2 separate regions of the Gossypium arboreum genome follow, and region 1 is linked to region 2. Evidence: chromatin contacts called from public Hi-C data. All regions are on one chromosome and are shown on one strand. The core of a region is the stretch at or near the end of the contact, and the rest is flanking DNA. Distances in the headings are between cores, read along the strand shown. Region 1 overlaps LOC108453111 (PWWP domain-containing protein 1). Region 2 holds the start of LOC108453678.

What was found. Hi-C and Micro-C count contacts between places; a contact is called where the count stands out from the background.
Region 1: a Hi-C map of leaf shows a contact between it and region 2, with 4 times the contacts expected there. The contact joins the enhancer-like site here to the promoter of LOC108453678 in region 2. A contact is called at or near these places in 2 of 5 Hi-C or Micro-C datasets (both in leaf).

Annotation. Positions count from the first base shown.
Region 1 is chr5:27,593,733-27,598,451 of ASM2569848v2, reverse strand. It overlaps LOC108453111 (PWWP domain-containing protein 1), which reads left to right. Exons shown (of 3, transcript XM_017751039.2): 3 at 1-1,035. The coding sequence ends at 675. Among protein-coding and RNA genes, the nearest start is that of LOC108453111, 6.5 kb to the left of the region's middle. Within about 2 kb of position 1,936, at least 2 of the 2 cell types and tissues checked have an H3K27ac peak or open chromatin away from gene starts, as enhancers often do. A contact at or near this core is called in leaf, where this site is marked.
Region 2 is chr5:27,466,399-27,470,741 of ASM2569848v2, reverse strand. It overlaps LOC108453678, which reads right to left and starts at 2,318. Exons shown (of 2, transcript XM_017751930.2): 1 at 1,723-2,318. The coding sequence starts at 2,184.

The DNA of each region.
Region 1 (4,719 bases), core at 687-3,186, 130 kb before region 2:
AATGGAACCAACTCCCTATTTGGCAATGTGAACGTGAGATACCATCTTCGAAGTGTGGAAGCTCCTACAGCTGAAGCACTAGATTCTGACAAGGCACGAGGAGACGAGACTGGCAGTGAAACCATACGAGTTAAGGATCCTGTGGTTGAAAGACCAGCAGCACCGGTGGTTGCACACCAGCCACTTCCACAAACGACGGTCCAGCTGAAGTCCTGCTTGAAGAAATCAACAAGTGAAGAGGCAGGGCAGGCAAGTGGAGGTAATGGAGGTAGAGGTACAGCGCGTGTAAAATTCATGTTGGGTGGGGAAGAAACTAGTAGGGGAGATCAATTGATGGTTGGTAATAGAAACAACTTCAACAACAATCCCAGTTTTGGTGATACTGCTGCACCTTCTGTTGCAATGGAATTTAATACTAAGAACATTCAAAAGGTCATTCCTCAATCTTCGTCTTCGTTTCCTGTTAATCCCCCTATTCCTCAATTTGGGAAAGCCCCCACCGAAGTGGCTCCCAGAAATGTTCACAATCTTAATACTCAAACCACCACCCTACCAGCTAGTAGTACAACAAGCATGGATATTTCACAGCAGATGCTAAGCCTCCTGACAAAGTGCAACGATGTCGTAACAAACGTAACGAGCATGTTGGGCTATGTGCCTTATCATCCTCTTTGATTAAACAAAGGGCGACCCAAATAAATGTTGGATCAAAATCGAAGAGATGATACCGTTTCTCCCCAATGCTGCTGCGACGAAAGCATGATTCTGATTTTCGCAGCAAATGTACCACAAGTGCGACGGGGTTTAAAGAGAGTGCAATCGAGAAAATCCCATTTGTGGGTTTATAATTTTATGTACTCTTTGTTGGAAAATGTATTGCTGGGTGCTTCCAGTTTGTACCGGTTTTCAAAGTCCCCTGTGCTGTCTTTTTATAGCCTTTCTACTTCCCCCTCCCCCCAATTGAACTGCTTGTCTGTGTTTTCTTTTTTTTGTGACGAGTAATGAATTAGTAAACGTGTCTTTCTTGTGTTCTAATTTCGTAGGTGATTTCATTCAACTCGTACAACAGATAAATTACGAAAGTAAATGGACACAAATATCTATATGTACTGTCCAGTGGTTAAATTCGAAATCAAATGACAATTGGCCAACCCGATTTTCAATATTGATTCTTGCATTTATTCAAATTTTTTTATCAGCTTGCTTTTATTTTGAAATCTTCCTTACCAGAAAAAGCATTATCCAAACTAGAAATGGTGGGACTATATTTCTTATAGTTTGGTGCATTTTCTTAAAATCCAAAAACATAGATTTAGATAGGAAAAGACGAATCACCTCATGTCCCACCAAACAAGAGTAGACAATGATGTGAATCCATCTTATTCCATGCTTTCAGCATTGTTGATATGCTGGTTTGGGTTAGGTAGGCTGGGCTTTGCTGGACAATGCTCTTACAAGAAACTAGGATTCGGAATTGGGACGGATAATGGTAAGGCAAAAGCAAAGAGCACAGCTATTAAAGGTTAAAGGGGGGTGATGTAACGTACTTATAAGATCTTTATACCTGGTTCCAGGGCCAGTTTTTCACTTGGCAATCTCAGACTGCTTGGTAGCGTTATGTCAGAGGGCTTACTCTAATGATGACACTTGATCATACACTGGTTGCTTGGCCCTTTTAGAATTGGATTGTGGCCTGCTTATATTGTTCTAACACCTTTATCTGTTTAATTCTTTTTGGAATCAGTCCATAAGCTCAAGCCGTGGAGAATTCAATATTATTGGGCAATCAAAATAGGCACTGAGCAAAATTTTAAAAAGTTTTATTCTTTTCATTAAAACAAGGTTTACGCCCAGTGTTCTTGAACACTTACATCGTTATAAAAAGTAAACAAAAAATGAAATCTAAAAATTAGAGCACTAAAATTTAAGGTGTGTAGAACAGTAACGAGTATTCTTCAGTATCCAATAAGCTCTTCTATTTTAACAAAAAATAGTAACGAACTAACACTCATCAAGTAATGCACGAGGGAGGAGTTATTGTTCGGTACAGTTTTAAAATGTTGCCAGTGCATGATATACATAGCCCTCAAAGTAAGGTTAGTCAAAATGTTGCTGAGCCCAGTTCTCGTGCACGCGAACCCTCCTTTCCATAAGGTCGTACAAACCCAATAAATTATTATCATATAGACAAAAGGCAAAAAGGTTTATCTAATGGATGCGACATAAAGTTATTTTGAAATACCCTTAATTTTCAACAATTCTCCATATATTTCATAAAAAAAAAAAATGGAAAGCCTATTGTAGAGTTCTTTGTTGATTATGGTGTCTTCAATGAATAAAAATTCTATCATCTAAGTTAAAATTCTCATTAATCATATTATATTCATAATTTTGTTCTTCAATACAGTTGTGCACTAATAAACCATGTATGCACCTAGATTTTAATGATTACTTTAAAGACTTTTTTAAAAAATATCATAAAAGCGAGCTCACTTCACACTCATATAAATCAATTCATCAAATGTATATTGTAGATTAATGTGCTACCTATAAAAGATACGAATTTTAGTAAGAGTTTATTCATCCTCACTTTCTTTGCAATTTTAACACTATTTACACTATAGGAATAACATGATTTTGTAGTGCTCAAAGAATAAACTAATGACTTGTTAGTCATATGAACCTAATTCATAGTAGTGCTCAAAGAATAAACTAATGACTTGTTAGTCATATGAACCTAATTCATAGGATCACAATCTCATAACCTAATTCATAGGATCACAATCTCATAGATTAGGTTACCAACATTGTTGTTTCCCTTAATGTTTCATTTATTAGTTTTTCTTCCTACATGTATAGTTAGAGGATGGTCCAAATTCACTTTTCACTTCACATAATCAAGGGATATGACTTCATTTTTTTGCAATTATTTTATCACATTATGTCTCATAGAAATATGTCTATTTTTACCATTGAAACTTTTATTCTTGCAATGATTACTGTCAATTAGCAATCACAATGTAATGACACAAAAGGTATTGGTTTTGTACCAAATGAAATATTTTTTAAGAATTTTTTAACCATTCAACCTCCTTACCCACCAACTCTAAAGTAGTAAATTATTATTTCATGATAGAATTAGTTGCCACTACTAAGGGTGAACAAATCACCACTAGTAGATTTTGCCTAATTTGAATTTAGATCTAATTAGCATCACTTTATCCTTCCAATATAGTAGGAAATCCACTAAACTAAATAACATAATTCATAGTACCTTTTAAATATCTCATTAGCTAGACTAATGCTCATGATTTGGACTATGTATGTATCTGTTCAATCTACGTACAATATATGTTATATTATGTCGAGTAAAATTTATTAAATGCATCTAACTTTTAATGATATGCTCATATTTAGATAGAGCAATAGGGTCACCTCTATTTTTTAATTGAGTATTAGCATCATAAGCATTCACTAATTTGACATCAAAATGTCTAATTTTTCTAAAAGTTTCTCAACATAATATTTTTGTGATAACATTATATTATCACTTTTCCTTATGATTTTAGCACTCAATATAACATTTGTCTTACTCATATTGTTCATGTCAAATTTAGAAGCAAGAAAACACTTTATTTCAAATATTAACTCATAACTAGTACTGAAAACAAGCATATCATTTGCATACAAGCATATGATCACACAGTCACTACCAATAAATTTTGTATGAACATATTTATCTGCTTCAACGAAAAAGAAATGATGGCTTGCCATGTAGCACCCCAAACCCGGCCCAGAAGTTATGGCCGGATCCGGCATGCCACATCAAAAACGTTAAAAAAAAAAATCCATTCTAAGTCCAGAAAATCGTACTTAATGTTCAAAAGATTAATTCATTAAGGGTTAAAGTGAATGGAAGTCATGCACCGGTAGGAAACCGGAAAAGAGGTGGTGAGTCCATCGGACCGCTTAATACCAAGCTCCTTCGGATCCAATCCTAGACATGCATCCGCCATTGCCACACCTTAACGTCATGGATATTTCTAGAAACCGATTTGATTAAGCCATTTTAGGAAAAGTGATTAATTTTGGAAAATACTTTCATTGCGAAGCTTTGCTTGTTGTCGTGTTATTTTGAAATCAACTGTTGTTTTTGAAAATGCGCCTAAAGCTATCCAGTTTCAACAGTTAAAATAAGTAATACCTATCTTAGTAATACATATTAAAACCATCAAAAATAAATAAGCGGCCTTATTACATTTAAAAGCCCAAAACCTCAAACGTAATTAAAAGGATGTCCATTCACGGAAGAAAATCAAACTTTCAAAGCGGGTGGCCACTCAATTCCCTCACGACTCCAAGCCCACTATGGTTGGGGATTTCTGCGTGGATGAAAATAAAATGGTGAGTTTGGGGAAACTCGGTGTGTAAGGAAACCCCTTCAAAGCCCAAGTCAGCTCAAGCCTATTGGGCCTAAGCCCATTCAGTAACAATGGTAATCTTGGGCGAGCCCTTTCAAATTACAATAAACGGGCCTTAGCCCTTATTCAGATAACAATGATGGCCCATAGGCCCATTTCAAAATACATGCAACATCAAGTAAACATATGCAAGCCCATTTGGGAGACTACTCAACCCACCAACCACTACACTCCACCCGTACCAGCCATACACTCCATGTGGGGAATAGCTCAACCCACCCATTTAACACTCCACAGA
Region 2 (4,343 bases), core at 1,069-3,568:
TATGCCATTTTACCACATATTTATGCCTTATTCAGGCATACTTTGTGGAAGTGTACCAATCTTTGGACATTAATAGCAACAATTGAAATAAAATATATCACTGCAAGTCTATCTCAAACAGGCTTTACCATGAACTAGGTTCTTTCAAAAATCTAGCTGAAGGGAACCACAAAAGTTTTGAATTCACTCCAGATAAATTTTATCATTGTATAAGTAATAGTTCATGTGAAACAGCAGCAACTAATCTCACAAATGGCGATAAACATTAATGCTCCGTTTGGCTACTAGTGTAATAACATTAGTAAAAATCTTATTTATTACATATGTATTACAATAGTTAAACATAAAATAAAAAATAGTTAATACAAATTTAAACTTGAAATCAGAAAGATAAGTAAAAACTCTTGTAAAAAATAAGACTTCTTCAAAATAAACGAAATATTTTCCATTCCCTTTACTAAAAAGAATTCATGGGAGTGGATAACTAGTACCAATTGAATTAGTTTACTGCTAACTCATATGCTAAAACATATGTAAAAAATAATACTCCTACCAAACGTAGGATAAGAGTGCTAAAGGAGTAGGTTCAGACATTGGAAGGCTGAGTGTTTTGCAAACATCCAAATGCAAGCATACAAACAATACTTCTCTTTTTCATACACAAACAAAATGCATACACATATATATGTGCATATATAACTATAAGGCTTCTGTGAATTTATAGGAACTTATGAAAATGCTAAGCAACTGTATCTTAAAGGTTGTGCTCTTGAGCCATTATTGTAAGCTCTACTTCAGAATGAAATATTATCTCCATTCATTTATTTTATCCTTTACAAAACCCTTAGTACAAAGACAAGCAAGCTTATTTCCAGTGGCTATAAAAACTCAAAACTTCATATCACTTCGTTGGTAAAGGAAAGTTCATATCACTGGGTACAATGAACATTCACATATCTAGATCATCGGTACTGTTTTGTTTTTCTTCTCCATCTAAAACCAACAAGTTTTTAGATTTTCCATCCCGAAACAATCCAAACAACCCGCAACAGAAATAAACGAATCACAGTCCAACAAGGAACTAGGCTCTGATTCATTGAGGACAAGTGTTTCATGTTTTAACAATAACAAGCTCAGTTGAAGAGGAGTTCAAGAAAAGCACTAGGTTCTGGACGAACAATAATATAGGATCTATGACATCAACTCATTCACACAAGAGGCTATATTTAATGGGCTTAATTAATTGCCTACATACATGGATGACAGAGAAACATATACTATAATCATAAAGATGACAAATAGCACAAAGCACCGATAGACAAATATTAAACCCGAGCCCTAAAACAAAACCCAATTTCTATGCTTCCTTTGTCTCATTAACCCCATATCTTACCAAACTCTTCTTCACATCTCTACAGAACCCATTTTAAATTGAGTAAAAAAAAAAAACAATATCTAACAGGATCATCCAAACAAAGACATACAATTTCTAAAGTAAAACAAGCTGCTAATATTTAGAAAGGCAAGATACACCTACAGAATCGGATATTCATAGATATTAAGAAGATGACGCCATTCCATTGCCTAACATATTAAAATGATAAGGCATATGACACCTTAAATTGAGCTTTAAACTATCTCCTATGGCCTAGCAGGAAAGTGGTGAACTACATAAACAAAAGAAAAAACCTTAAAATGAGCAGAACCCCGTAATGTATTTACCGTTCTAAGCTGACCAAACTGCTCCTTGTCGTTTAAAAACTGCTTCATTTTATGGGTTCTGGGATTATGCACCCACATGGTACCGTCCATAATCTGAACCCCGTTTTCTTCACAAGCCTTTAGAATCTGATCAAACTCGGCCACGCTCAAGGCGACGGGCTTCTCCGTGAGCAGATGCTTCTTTTTCTGAGCCGTCAAAACAGCCCATTTGAGGTGGAGGCTAGTGGGTAAAGGCAAATAAACGGCGTCGATGTCGGGGTCGTCAAGAAGGGACTCGTAGGAGCCGTAGATCTTGGTGTCAGGTGGGAAGCCATTAGCCTTGGCGAAATTGGCGGCTTTGTCGAAGGAGCGGCTGGCAACGGCGGAGACAGTGGCGTTAGGAGCAAGCTGGATAGCTCGAGAAACTTTGCGGGCTATCTCGGCACACCCAATGATTCCGAATCTGATCGGAATACCAGCCATCGTTTGGCTCTCAGGAAGAGAGAGATGATCAGAAGGATACTATTTGTAGTCAGTGTACCGCAACACCGATATTGTTATCCGACTTCGTATTCGAGTTTTTTCGCCAATAAATAGTGATATTTAAATACTAGAATGTTGTAAATTATCTTTTAAAAGGAAAATATAAAATTAAATTAGAGTAATATAAATAGACATTAGTCTTTGATACTAGGTGTATTTTTTATTTCCCATTTATAGAAAATTATTTGGTTGTATAATAAAATATAAAAAATAAATTTTTTAAAATTATTTGTGAAATAAAAATATAATAATTCTTTTTATTATTTTTAATTTATGAAAGATATATTTCCATGAGCCGAACCCTCAAATGCTTTTTTTTTCTTCTGAAATATTATTTTTCCTTGTTTAACCAAGCTTAATAAGCAACTAGTTGGTGGTATGTTTTGATTGGAGGGTAGATTGTTTATAATGTCATTGTATTAAGGGTAGTGCATATGATGCCATGGAAGCATTATGTATGGGTGATTAAGAACTTGTACAGAACAGGTTCATTGTCTATCCAATCCCACTGATCACAAATTTGTTTTATTAGGCTGGAGATACAGCATCTGCAAGGCGGTATGATTTGTTTGAGCTGCATGCTCCCGGCTGAATTTAGAATTTCTTCAACGAGCGACAAGATTTTAATTATAATTTTTCATTAAAAAATTATAAATTTATCATGTATTCATCATCTTTTAAGGTATTAAATAGAAATTTTTTATTTTTAGGAGGGTTAAAATGTAATTTTTTATATATTAATTTATAATTTTCTATTTATAAGAGGATTGAATTGAAAATTTTTCAATTTAAGAAGACCAAAATATAATTTCACTAAAATTAATTTATAAATTTTCTATTTATAATAAGACTAAATTGATTTTTATTTTATTTTTGAGAGGCCAAAATCTTTGTCTCCCCATCCTAAAATTAGTCTCTAGACATATGATTGTTTAAATTAGATTAGATCAATCGATCAGATTAAAAATTAAAAATTGTAAGGAATTAATTCAAAATTGATATTAAATTAATTAAATTAAATTTTTAAACATCTTTTATTTTATAATCTTCAATAATTTATTAAATTAAACCATACAAAATCACTAATTTTCTCATGAGCTTACCCGAACCATATTAAGGCTCTAGTGGCATAATTCTATTTAAAGTTTACAAACATATATTACAAGAAGTACAATTATAATAGTTATTATGTGTTTTGAAAATTGAAATTATGGTTATTAAAATAGTTATCGTTATTAAATTATTTTAAAGATTATAAAAGGAATTCCACAGTAGCCGATTAACAAAACTTTTTAATAATTTCAGTGATTTAAATAAAATTTACTATAAATAATTAGATTATATTACATGGGTGAAAAAATGATATAATAAATTTATAAAAATTTGAAAAATTTTAATTAAAATGGTAAATTTGAGATAATGAATATAATGATGTTTTAGACTTTATTTTTATTATGTGCATGTATTTTTAAAGATATAATTACTTATTTGGTGTTTCCAACTTTTTAAAAAAATTAGTTTTCAATTTAATTTTGTATCTGTTTTAGTGTTTAAATTTATCTGTTTGTCAAATTCTTTAAAAATAGATAAAAAATATTTACATTTGTTAATTTTATACATGGATTGTCAAGTAAATGTCAAATCAATAATTAATTAATTTTTAAAATTAATTAATTTTAAATATATAAAAATATTTAAAATATATATAAAAATACATTTTGATATTTTAATTTTAAAACATTAATTAATTACTAACATAGCATACAAGTAGATTGCCACATGAATGCTACATCAGTAAAATCAACAAATATTAGATTTTTTTTATTATCTATTTTAGATAATTTGATAAACAATACAAGTTTAATAGCTAAAAAATTAAATAAATGATTAAAATAATTTTTTCATAAAATTGAATAAAAGAATGCTTAAGGATTTTTAGCATTGTGAGTCAAATAAATCATTATAAATTTTTAAACTTAGTATAAAAATATAAACAAACAAAAATATCTTCAAAATAATATTCCTTAAATATTAAAAATAAACATTTTTGTTAATTTCATAAAAGAATAAATTATTTTAAATTAAATATAAAAACTAAA